Linked DNA regions of Zea mays: region 1 is linked to region 2. A link is a contact called in public Hi-C data. All regions are on one chromosome and are shown on one strand. The core of a region is the stretch at or near the end of the contact, and the rest is flanking DNA. Distances in the headings are between cores, read along the strand shown.

Region 1 (6,281 bases), core at 1,897-4,396, 820 kb after region 2:
AGGCGGCAGTCATCAACTGGTCTTCCTTCTTCGTATAATTCCCAAGAATCTCGTTGCACATTGTTTCTATCAATTCTAGCCATTTAGTGCATGGCTCTTTAAATGTCTTCTGAAATTTGAAGCGGTAAGGGAGTCGACCAAGTTCATAATTTTTCCCTTCTTCCTTCTTATTTGGCATTCCCCATCTGCTAGAGGTTGGGAAAGTTTTGTTTGCCAAGTATTCCTGCACTAAATCCCTATTGCTAATATACCCAGTCACCACTCTAAATTCTACTTCGGCTAGTTGGCATGGGGAGCCAAGCTGCATGTTGCATAATGGTCTCGTCATGCCGAAGCTTAATTTCAAAGGGCTCATCACCATACTCATAAGCTTCTCTCTTTTCTTCTCGTCAGCCTTCACATAAAACCACTCATTTGTCCAGCCAGTAGACCATTTGGTGTGGTATCCAATTACAGGGGCCTTCTTATCTTTTCGATATGGAAAATTATAGCACCCAAAGTTTTTGTGCAGACCGTCGGCTCTCGCCTTCGTCTGCTAGTGAAGTTCGTGCACTCGGCGGAACCCTTCGGTATTGGCACTTTTACCCTGACTTCGGAAAGCCCATATGTAAATGCTAAGCCTAACAATAGCATTTGGGGTCAGCTGGTGGAGATATATTTCAAATCTTTTTAAAACTTCCCCTATCATATCGTACAGGGGGAACCGAAGCCTCGCCCTGAAGAAACTCTTGAATACAACAACCTCGTCATCTTTTGGCTCCGGAATTACTTCTTCCCCAGCAAAGCGAATCAATCCATCTTCATTTTCTCCATAGTACCCTAACTTCTTCATCACAACCAAGTCCTCTGCTGTCACGGTGGATCTTCTAAATTCAATGTGACTAGGTTTGGTTGGGCTCAGAATGCTATTGTCCTCTTCACTCTCATTGCCACTCCCGACCTCAGCCTCGGTCTGTTCAGCTTCGACATTGCGGGTATCTTCGGCAGTAGGTCCCTCTTGCACAACTAGACCAGAGCACCTCATCATTTCTGATATGGGCGCTATTTTAGTCATTTCAGTTTCGTCCCCCTCATAGGACACCCTAACAGTAGATCTTACTCTGGTCATTTCAGGTTTCAGTTTTCTTAAGACGAAGCTGATTTCGAGTGACGAAGTGCTTGTTCGAAAGCGCAATGCAGAAAGCTTCGACTTCGATTAAAAATTTTAACAGCACAACAGTGCAATGGCAATAAATGTTGTGGTAACTTCTCACCAACCTGTCTATTTATATAGTGTTGCAGGAGAAGAAGGCGAACCGCGGAGTACGTATACTGACTGAATGGTGGACCGGCCAACGCTCGGAATATTTTAATCGTTTTTTGATAACAAGCTCAGGGAAGATGTTTTTCGGACCTTCGGCATTCCGAAGCCTTCGTATTTTTGTGGACCAAGCTCGTTACGAAAAAACGATCTAGTATCGCGAAGTGGCTACTATTGAGGGTCTTTTTCTCCGCCGAAGGTCTTCAAGGCAAAAACACCTTCGGCAAAGTGATACAGAGGTCCTCTTTTCCTCGGTCGAAGGTTCTCAAGACGAAGACCTTGCATAGAAGCAATATTGCCAAATGCCAAAGCTACCGTCAACTTCGGTTCAAGTCAAGTAGAAGAAGAAAAGACCAGATAGACCTTAGAATTTCAGGTTGTCTATAGATAAATGTTGAGGGTCATAAATGTAATTTTACCCGGATTGCGTCTCGTGCCTATAAATAGATTAACAGTAACACCGTACTGTTCACGCTGATTGGCAATCACTCTCTTGCGTCTTCACCTTCGAGCAAGCCGAAGGTATCAATGTAATATTAATACTGTTAATATTCATATATGTTTTGAGAAATGCAAATATAAATGAATTAATGAGATGCAGTTACTATATTTATCCTTTCGCATTCCTATTCACGTATTAAATGATGAAGGTATATTCTTCTTGACCTTCGTCTCATGAGCATTATACCCATATGAAGATAATGCATCGGAAGACGAAGATTCTTAAAACTTAACAATTATGTTGTCTTGTTCTTGATTTACAGCATTTGATAACAAGTGACCAACATGTCATTATAAATAATTATATTTTATTTTCTTTGTTATAAGCTATAATTTTTTTTAAATTTCTTAATCTGATGAGTACGTATAAATTGAATATAACTACAAATTTAAATGAATAAAACATATATGTAAAGTTTTGCGTATACTAGCATCAAGTATTTTGTATAAACTTGTGAACAACACAATAATCAAATTATTTGCACTCTAAATAATTATTCTATGAACTGAAAAATATCGCTAGGCTAGTTATGCTATTAAATATAGTCAGCAGAAGTATATTTCAATTTTGACTTTTTCTACCTTTGGTCGACACAGAGCAGAGACGGATGGGGCACCGGCGATGGGGCTTCAACGAGGTCGATAGCAACAAACAGACAACTATCGGCGAACAGGGACACAGCAAGCGTGCACGAGGCAACAGACAACATGGAGTGGCGAGGCAGCTGCACGTCGTCGCAGCGCGGACAACGGCAATGGTGAGCGTCCCACGAGTAGCAGCAAGCAGAGCAAGCTTGACAAGCGTCGAACAGCAAGGGTGCGAGTAGAGAACAGACTGCAGGGGCGAGGCTCGACGCACAGCTCAGCATTGGCGGCAGCGGCGAAGATCTTTGGCGCAGGGCGAGCTAGGTGCAGGGGTTGTTCTCTGGTGACGACAACAGCGGACGGCAAGGGTGGCGACGAGCTGGTTACGCGAGCAGCAAGCAGGAAGTTGGAGGTGCGAGGAGACAAGCAATCGGCTCTACGAGGCGCGGTGATGTTTTTATAGAGGCGAGCAGGGAAAACGGACATTAGGGAATAGGAATCGAAGGGGTCAACCATTATTAGAGATGGCGGTAGTGGCCGGCACTAGCAGGGAGAGGAAACGGTGGCTCGAAGGAGGGAGGGGAACGACCGGTGAGGTGGTACGCTCCATAACGCAGATGGACATACACGAGGTCTGGCTAGCGGGAGAAGCAAGACGCGCTAGCAAGGGCGAGTTCCGTCGTTAAGAACACAGGAGCAGATTCACTGGAGGAAGGAGATGACGTCCTGACTAGTGGGGCCCGCTAATAAGAGACTGAGAGACAAGGGGGAGGTTGGGAGACAGTACTGGCCGAACGGCCTTGAGCTAAGCCTATTCGATCGTCTGGTGGACTTGCGTTCACTTTTCTTTTCTTTTGTTTAAACAACAAACGTTATATGCATATATATATATATATATATATATATATATCCAAAATTATAAATAAATCCAAAAATTAAGATAAAGTCAATATTACATGATTATTTTTCCAGAAAAATAATATTTAGCAACTTATTATTTTTAAAAAATCCACGCTAAGGATAATTTCAAAAAAATATCATATATATTTCTAAAAACAAAATAATCTCAAGATTATTATTAACAAATAAAAATACACGCTTTCTAAAATCATTAGTTTAGAGTTTAGGGTTTAGTAAATGTGTATTTTTTTCCAGAGAATTGAATCTAAAAATTGGATTCTCAAATCAACTCGAACAAAATTTATGCTTCGGCATGAATGCATCAAACATTCAGTAAAAATTTTACTATTCAAGAAATTGATGAATTTATTTATATCACCCATTCATCATTTGAAGCCAATATATTTTTCCTTTCTATTACAAATTTAGAAATTAAACTACTTTTAATTGATGGATTTAGGGTGTTACAAGTTGGCAGCAGTGGTTCATGCACTGAAGATCTAGAGGCACTACTTGTATGGGCAGAAGTGTGATGTTTATACAGACCATAAGAGTCTTAAATATATATTCATACTGTCAGTGTTAAACATGAGGCAACGAAGATGGCTGAAATTGATCAAAGACTATGAGCTGCAGATACATTATCACTCAGGCAAAGCTAATATGGTTGCAGAGACCTTGAGCGAGAAGAGTCAAGTCAACATGATGGTCGATGATCCGATGCCATATGAACTAGCGAAGGAATTCGACAGTCTGAGTCTCGGATTTCTAAACAGCACCCAAGGAGTGACAAATGAGCTGGAACCCACTCTTGAACAAGATTTTAAAGATGGCCAAAAAATGATGAAAAGATCAATGAAATTCGACAGCTGATCTTAGATGGGAAAGGAAAAGATTTTCGTGAAGACGCGGAAGGTGTAGTACTGTAGTATGGTTCAAAGATGGGATGTGTATTCCTGACATCAAATCGATTCGGGAGCTAATTCTCAAGTAAGCTCATGAGACAGCTTATTCCATACACTCTGGCAGCGACAAGATATACCAAGACCTGAAGAAAATATTCTGGTGGTACGGTATGAAAATGGAGATCGCAGAGTAAGTTGTTATATGTGATAGTTGTCAAAGAATTAAGCCGGAGCATCAAAGGCCCGCAGGTTTGTTGCAGTCGTTACAAATTTCTCAATGAAGTGGGATGAGATTGGGATGGACTTTAAGTCGGTTTGCCTCGCACTCGAGCCGGTTATAACTCCATCTGGGTAGTAGTGGACCGCTTAACAAAGGTGGCTCATTTCATACTAGTCAAGACCACCTATAATAGTGCAGTGTTGGCATAACTATGTATGTCCCAGATTGTATGCTTGCATGGTGTTCCGAAAAAGATAGTTTCCGACAGAGGAACCAGATTCACTTCTCATTTTTTGCAGCATTTGCATGAAGTTTGGGCACGCACTTGAAGTTCGGTTTAGCTTATCACCCACATAGAGATGGTCAGACTGAAAGGACCAACCAGATCCTAAAACATGTTGAGAGGTTGTGCTTTGAAGGATAAGTCAGGTTGGGATAAAATGGTACCTTATACAGAATTCTCTTACAACAACAGCTATCAGACCGGTTTGAAGATGTCATCGTTCCATGTACTCTATGGGAGGAATTGTCGAACTCCGTTGCACTGGGACCAACCCGACGAAAGGCAGGTGTTCGGTCCAGACATTTTGCTTGAAGCCGAAGAGAATATCAGAATGGTTCGAGAGAATTTGAAGACAGCACAATCAAGACAGCGAAGTTATGATGACACCCAAAGAAGAGAGCTGAGTGTTCCATGATGTCAGCCGTGCATGATGTGTTCCATGTGTCTCAGCTGAATAAGTGTTTGCGAGTGCCAAAAGAGCAATTGCCAACCGAGGATCTCAAGGTTCAAGAAGACGTAACATAAATCGAGAAGTCAACTCAGATTCTAGAGACATCAGACAGGGTTACTCGAATAAGCACCATCAGGATATGCAAAGTCAAGTGGGTCCATCATTCATAGAAAGAAGCAACTTGAAAAAGAGAAGATGATCTAAAAGCCAAATACACGGAGCTCTTTTCTAGCCAACCCTGAATCTCTAAGGCTAGATTCTTTTTAAGGGGAATATGTTTGTAATACCCTAAATTTAGGGGTATAAAATTTCTTCTCTAATATCTATCAAATTCAGGTGTTACTCCTTTTCTCACCTCTATAGTTTTTCTTTTCCATTCTCTTTAATAGAATTTTGGGTTAATTATGTGAGAGATATATTATTTTCTTTAGAATATTAAAACTAGGGAGATATGAATGTTTGCATCATGTTGAGCTTAAACTTTGTTTTTGGTTGATGCACATGTTTGAATTATTTGAATTTGAATTGTGGTTTGATTTGATTTGAATTCCGTAGAGAAAATAAAAAAAGGAATTAGAAATTCAGAAGAAAAAAGGAAAAACCATTACAGCCCAGTTCGACCCAGTTTGGCCCAGCCCCGGGCGCCAGCGCGCCCGCCCCCTCCCTGACAGGCGGCCCCCGTCTGTCAGTGCCAGCCCAGCCTCATGCGCCCGCGCTCCCTTTCTCCCTCTGCCCGGTGGGGCCGATCTGTCGGCGCCAATTCCCCTCACTCGCGTGCCAAAAAGGAATTAGAAATTCAGAAGAAAAAAGGAAAAACCATTTTAGCCCAGTTCGACCCAGTTTGGCCCAGCCCCGGGCGCCAGCGCGCCCGCCCCCTCCCTGACAGGCGGCCCCCGCCTGTCAGCGTCAGCCCAGCCTCATGCGCCCGTGCTCCCTTTCTCCCTCTGCCCGGTGGGGCCGATCTGTCAGCGCCAGTTCCCCTCACTTGTGTGCCCTCTCTCTCTCTCTCTCTCTCTCTACATTGCGGGCCCGCCTCGTCAGCGTCGTTGCACATTCACTCCACGTGTCGTGCCTCTGCGCCGTGGGCTAGTTCTGTCAGCCCCGTCTTGCCCGCAACCGCCGCTAACACGCGCGCG
Region 2 (5,979 bases), core at 2,566-5,065:
CAAAACCCAAGACTAACATAAAGAAGGCAAGATTCTTCCTGCCTTTTGTCACTTCAGAAAAGTCAACCATTTTGAATAGTTTGTCAATAATAAGCTATGGATCAAAGAAAGAAGAAAACCTAGGGCCTATAAGAAAATGCGGAGAGGCAGCTTCGAACCCGTGATCTGGTGACTTAGTGAGAACTCTTACCACTGCACCAGGCCTGCCCTTCCCAAACTAAAAATTAAACTGCACCTGGAAAAACTTATCACACAGTTCAATTTTGATGAGTTAACAGGAAAATGAACGGCTTATAAGTTACACAAATTGGGAGGACTACAGAATTGGTTCAGTTAATTGGCATAGCAAAGAGAACACCAACACTATGAGAAGTGCATGTGCACATGGATGTGAATGATTGTAACGGATTAAGAAAAAAATATTCATTAGCAAACTACAAACCTCAGTGGAATTCCCAGCAGGTGCTTCCTTCATTTCAAAGTAAATGTCTATTCCAGCATCATCAAAGAGTTGTTCTGTTTGAATATGAGAGGTACCAAAGAGTTCTTCATAATTTTCGAAAGCAAGGTCAGCGTCATCCACACAAAAATCTTCATATATGCTGTCCTTACTGAACATATCTTTATCTGGCGTATAGGGAACCTGCATACAGGAATCCTGTGAATATGTTAGTGACAGACTATCATTTGAAAAGACATGCTACAATGGGAAAAGGCCTACAAATTTGGAATATGCCATATAGCGAAATAACAAATGACAAGATACAATAAATCCTTTCATCGTACTGCATCTGTGAATTATCACACCAAAAGAAGGCAAGAAGGGAATTGTTAATATACAGATTGTCCATCCTAGGGCTTACTAAGGTGGTGGCTAGGTAACATAAATAGCATCTGAACAAGATTCATATGTGGCTGCCACATAGTGAAAATAAAAAAATGTAGATATTATTCCCAGTTTTCCATTTTAGATAGACAGGGATATGCAATTATTTATACGATCTTAGCAACATCAGTATTTTCATGCATGGCACAGTAGATTTATTTATAAACTTATTAGAAATTCTTTTGTTCATAATTCATTGTTTTATCTTATTGTTCATCAAGTAAACCAAATGAAATACAAAGCAGACAAAAGACCATAAAAGGAAAACAATTATGTGACATGACAAATGATAACCATCAACTGTCGGTAGCAAAGTCATTGTCCATCTTACATATATTGCACATGGAGGTAGAATATGCAGCAGCAGAGGTGAATAACTAATTCTATGTATGAGGTACCAGGGATAAGTGAATAGCCTTAAAGCACCTTATCTGGTGTGGAATCCACAGATCCAGCTGTTTCTGTTTGACCAGTAGCCAGTGGAAGTAGGTTCACTCCAGCTCCTGAAGAGGAACCTACCAAAAGCTTGTCACAAGTACCAATATCACTTACAAGTGTTGCACTAGCTATATCTAACAAAATACTGTCCCCTGCAGCATTATCTTGATTACTGACACCACTGTCGCTGATGCTCATCATGCTTATTCCTTGCTCACAGTTTGGCTCAGGTGCTACATTAGGAATATCTGAAACGAAGGACCATATTCTAGAAAGTTCTGCAGACGATGGACATCCTGAATAGCAATTTATAGTCTGCCTTTTGTGTCCGGCAGATGAGGATCCTGCAATGTGGCCATTCCAATCACAATTTTGGCAAAGCGAGGCATTTTCTGCTAGACAGCGGACCATAGCAGGCTGTGAAGCACACCGGTCACATAAAAGTGTCCTTGTATGACGCCGAGAAAGAGCATTAGCTGAATGCACATTACGGTCACATGATAAACACAAGGATGCTGCATCTGATCGGCAGTAAACCATAGACCTATGCTCCCCACAGAAATCACAGAGAGCGCCCATGATCTTTCCTATCAGCAAACTTCAAACCAGCTTCAGGAGATGTTATGCAGCCAACAAACTCTTCTTCAGAGTGTTTCCCAATCAATAGTTTACAAGGAACCTGTGCAGTATCGCAACTATTAAAAAGAATTACTACTACATCAGTAATCATTCTGGCTCTTTTACAACATGCATATGAATAATATTTTATCAGTAATTATCGCAACTATTATTTTATGAACTAGTAGTCTAGTACCCATACATCGTGTTAGAGAAATGCACATGATAGAATGACACTGACGTGATGACAGAAATTTGTTACTGGCAGTTACTCTGACCATGGCATCCACCCAAACAACAGGTTGTTTTTTTTTTCAACTTAATCCAAGAGAAACAATCAAACATGTTCCACCCATCAACATCTTACATCAGCTACAAGCAATATAAATATCAAGGATAATAAAGATTTGCTTCCTAATTAGGACATGTAGCCGCCATCTGCAATGAGACAGTTCTAGGTATCAATTGACTCATAAATCAGTGGACTCAGCCTCAATTTGCCGACCAGGGCATAAAGAACTGCGAAACCCACTACAAAAGTGCAGGCAACAAGTCTTGAAATCTTCTGTTCTCCGTGCATATTATAATTCAAAGCCCCCACTAAGTGCTTGCAAGAATGCGAGTATATGTCCCACGAGGTCACTAGGTACTACGAATCCTAGAAGAGATAATGTGTAAAAAAATGGAAGCCAGCCAGCATAAGACGTAAGACACAATTCTTAGTCATCCCTGACAGTGATTTCTTAGTAAATCCTATTATATAATATCCAACTTCTCCAAGCAACCAACACAGCGCAATACTATGGTAGGGAGGAAACATATGAAACATGAATGATTGGACCAATGAAATGAGCCAACAAACAGAGCTCGGTGATAATTTTATTTAAGCTAACAGAGGGTAACCTTTTCACCAGCAAAATAAATTCATGAGTTGTTTAGAAGTTTTCAGACTAAGGAAATCTTATGTGTGCAAAGCAAGAAGTGAAGTTGACTTTTTTTGAAAAAACTATATTTGGAAGGAAAAATGCAAATATTTCCAGTAAGTGTGCTCATACGGATGCATAACAAAAAGATTGCCCTTATCAATAACAAAAGGATTATAAGTATAAACATTTCTTAAAGCATTAGATTCACATCTTTGCACCTAAGACTGGATATAGTTAAAAGAACATGTTTTGATTATTCATATGAGAAACAATTTTTATTTTTTAAATGGAATTTTGTATGTAATTTGAGCACTGAAAAACCAGTATGAGTTAGAGCGTGACTGCGTGAGGCGGCAAATACGATGGTCGTTTAGGCCAAGGGAAAAAAACAAGCAGTTTTCTTACAGGATTCATGTCTCCCATATATTAAACTGAAAACAAATACAAGTATACAACAAAGCAAAACAAAATATAACGAAGAAAAAAATACAAACAGCCATTTCTAACACCATAAATCAGCATCAACCCAGTCTGAAACACAAACAGACATAAAATCGCAGCTGCATCGGGATCACCGGAAAGAGGAAAGGGGAACGATAAAGCGGCCGGTAACAAAATGATACGTATTTGCTGAATCAGACGTTGGGATTGGAGCCAGCGAATCCGAGGGAAGAGGTCGACCCCACATAAAAAATCCCGCGCCAAGGGAGAGGAAGAATAACTCACCGGAGGCAAAGCGACCGCGGCGGCTCCTCAGATCCGCCGGAGCGGTCGCCGGCTCGGCGCCTCCTGAGCGCCCCTGGGGAGCTCGGGTCGGCAACAGAAACCCAGGAGCTTCTAGAAAGGGATCAGAACCCTTTTTTAGAGAGAGGAAGGGAGGAACAAGAGAGAGATGCAAAGAGCAGAGAAGAGAGGGAAAGGCTGAGAAGGGGAAGAAAGAGGAAGTCTGAGGGCAGGCAGGCTAGCGGTAGACTGGTAGCGTAGAGGAAAAATTTGCTGAGGATGAGGTGGCGGGGCCCACGCCGGTGCGCTTTTGTGCGCTTTTTCGAGGGTAAGAGCGTCATTTCCCTCTGCCACAGAGGATAAGGGGGTGCGAGGGAGCCCGGGCCCGCGCCACGTTTGCAGCGCCCCCCACCCCCGGCCATCTCGTTTTGACATGCGCGGCCTCGGGCACATGGTCCGTGGCACGCCACCGTCACTAGCTGATGGTCCCAGCAAAGGTGGACCCAACGAGTCAGTGATTTGTTCTTGGGCTCGATCCGGTGGGAACTGTTGCGCAAAAGGTGAAGCAGTGAGCGGTGCGCAGGGTTTTTCGACTTGTCCGCGGTACTAGTACTGCCGTACTGGTACAGGTGGGTTGCTTCTCTGGCTCATGGGCCCGCACGTCACCGACGGACAGTGGCCTGCTTGCTCATTTGGCCATTTTGGCCTGGCCTGATTAGCGCGCCAACGGCTGGCTTTTTTCCCTGACTCCGGCTGGATGCATGTAGACTAGTATACTATGGTTACAGGGAGTGAGACAGCGGTGAGGCGGGCGGCAGTCGAGCCTCCTACCGTCTTACTGTTCCTGAGACCATAAAGTTCTACTGGAGTTTCTCTAAAATTTAGAAGAGTATACATTACTGTCTACGTTTTCGAATATTTATCATTCACTAGTTCATTTTTAAACTAAAACATAACAAATAAAAAGAACTAAGGAAGTATAATGTAGAAGAGGAAGTATAGAGGTTTAGTTTAGTTCCTTCTAAATAAAGTTCTGAGTCGGTCTCTGTATGGTTAGGTTGGCTAGGCTTCGTCCCTGCATGGTTAGGTTGTTGTATGACTTTGAATAGTTATTTATCCTAAAGAAAAAGACACTTCAAAATTTATTAAGGAACAATTTTTTTGTGTGGTCTTCTTTAAAAAAATGGTCTCTTGCTTTCATGTTTTTTTATACGAGTGAGAAGCAAATTGTATTTTTCGTGTTTTTAATAGACAAAAAATAGCTTCAAGCCTCTTGGAAGAAGAAACATCTGTCCTTAGAAATTCGAGTTAAGAGAGGATTTTAATATTATTGACCGATATAAAATTGAAAAGATCATCCACATGAAGCAAAGTATTGAATTGCTCTCATTTCTTGAAGTTGAAACGTCAAAATTAGCTAAGATAGAAATAATGCATGTATACATATGTGATAATATAGAATCATATGACTTCCACGAGACGACGAAACTGAGGGGTGTTTGAATGCACTAGAACTAATACTTAGTTAGCTAAAAATTGTTAGTATAATTAGCTAGCTAACAAATAACTACCTAACTATTAACTAATTTACAAAAATAGCTAATAGCTGAAATATTAGCTAGGGTGTTTGGATGTTTCAACTAATTTTAGTCACTAACTATTAGCTTTAGTGCATTCAAACATCCCCTGAGAAGATACAACGAGCATTATAGATTCACTAGTGTATTGCAGTAGCCGCTTATAATGAGTGTTTTCAATCGAACCTATTGTTTAGCATATGCTGGTCACTTGCTTTAATTCCTAAGAAATGTCAAAACAAGTAAATATAATTAAAACTATGGGCCCTTCGTCCTCTCAATTTATCTCAAATCTAGAGGTAAATTAAAGGGAGAAGGTCATCTAATACGACCACGCCATTAATCAACATGTTACAACCCTCAAGTCATACTACATCAACTTAAGTACAACCAACATCATCACCAGCTCAAGTCTTTGATGGACCAATTACACGTAGCCGAGCTAAGAAACTACAGTAAGAGGTGCACGCGCTACTTTATAAATTTCAATTAAACATTAATGAGAACTTTATGCTACTTAAGTCGTGTATGTTGATATTGCTTAGGTTCACCAAAGAGGAACGACAAAACATATCAAGGGCGAATCAGAAAGAAGATCTATGTTCGAATCAGTCGAGCGCAATAGAACCGTCCAGAAGAAACAGTCATATCTTTTGATTCCCAAAAGCTATGAAGGCTCATAAGTACTTTATGGAAAGCTCTTGAAGTCTAGTTTCTAAAGCTTCTAAGGATGACTTAATCAAATCTACCCGAAAGCGTGGACGACCTACTTTAGTGCTGACTGGTCAGAAGGTCAACAATCTGTTTGATG

The links. A called contact is a pair of places that touch in the nucleus more often than the background predicts.
Region 1: a Hi-C map of ear shows a contact between it and region 2, with 1.7 times the contacts expected there. The contact joins the enhancer-like site here to the promoter of LOC100282916 in region 2.

The regions. Positions count from the first base shown.
Region 1 is chr9:42,810,290-42,816,570 of Zm-B73-REFERENCE-NAM-5.0, forward strand. No RefSeq gene overlaps it. Among protein-coding and RNA genes, the nearest start is that of LOC100275732, 12 kb to the right of the region's middle. Within about 2 kb of position 3,147, at least 13 of the 20 cell types and tissues checked have an H3K27ac peak or open chromatin away from gene starts, as enhancers often do. A contact at or near this core is called in ear, where this site is marked.
Region 2 is chr9:41,989,910-41,995,888 of Zm-B73-REFERENCE-NAM-5.0, forward strand. LOC100282916 (Zinc finger protein CONSTANS-LIKE 9) reads right to left here and starts at 3,816. Exons shown (of 5, transcript NM_001155822.1): 1 at 3,595-3,816; 2 at 1,313-2,003; 3 at 443-643. The coding sequence starts at 1,903.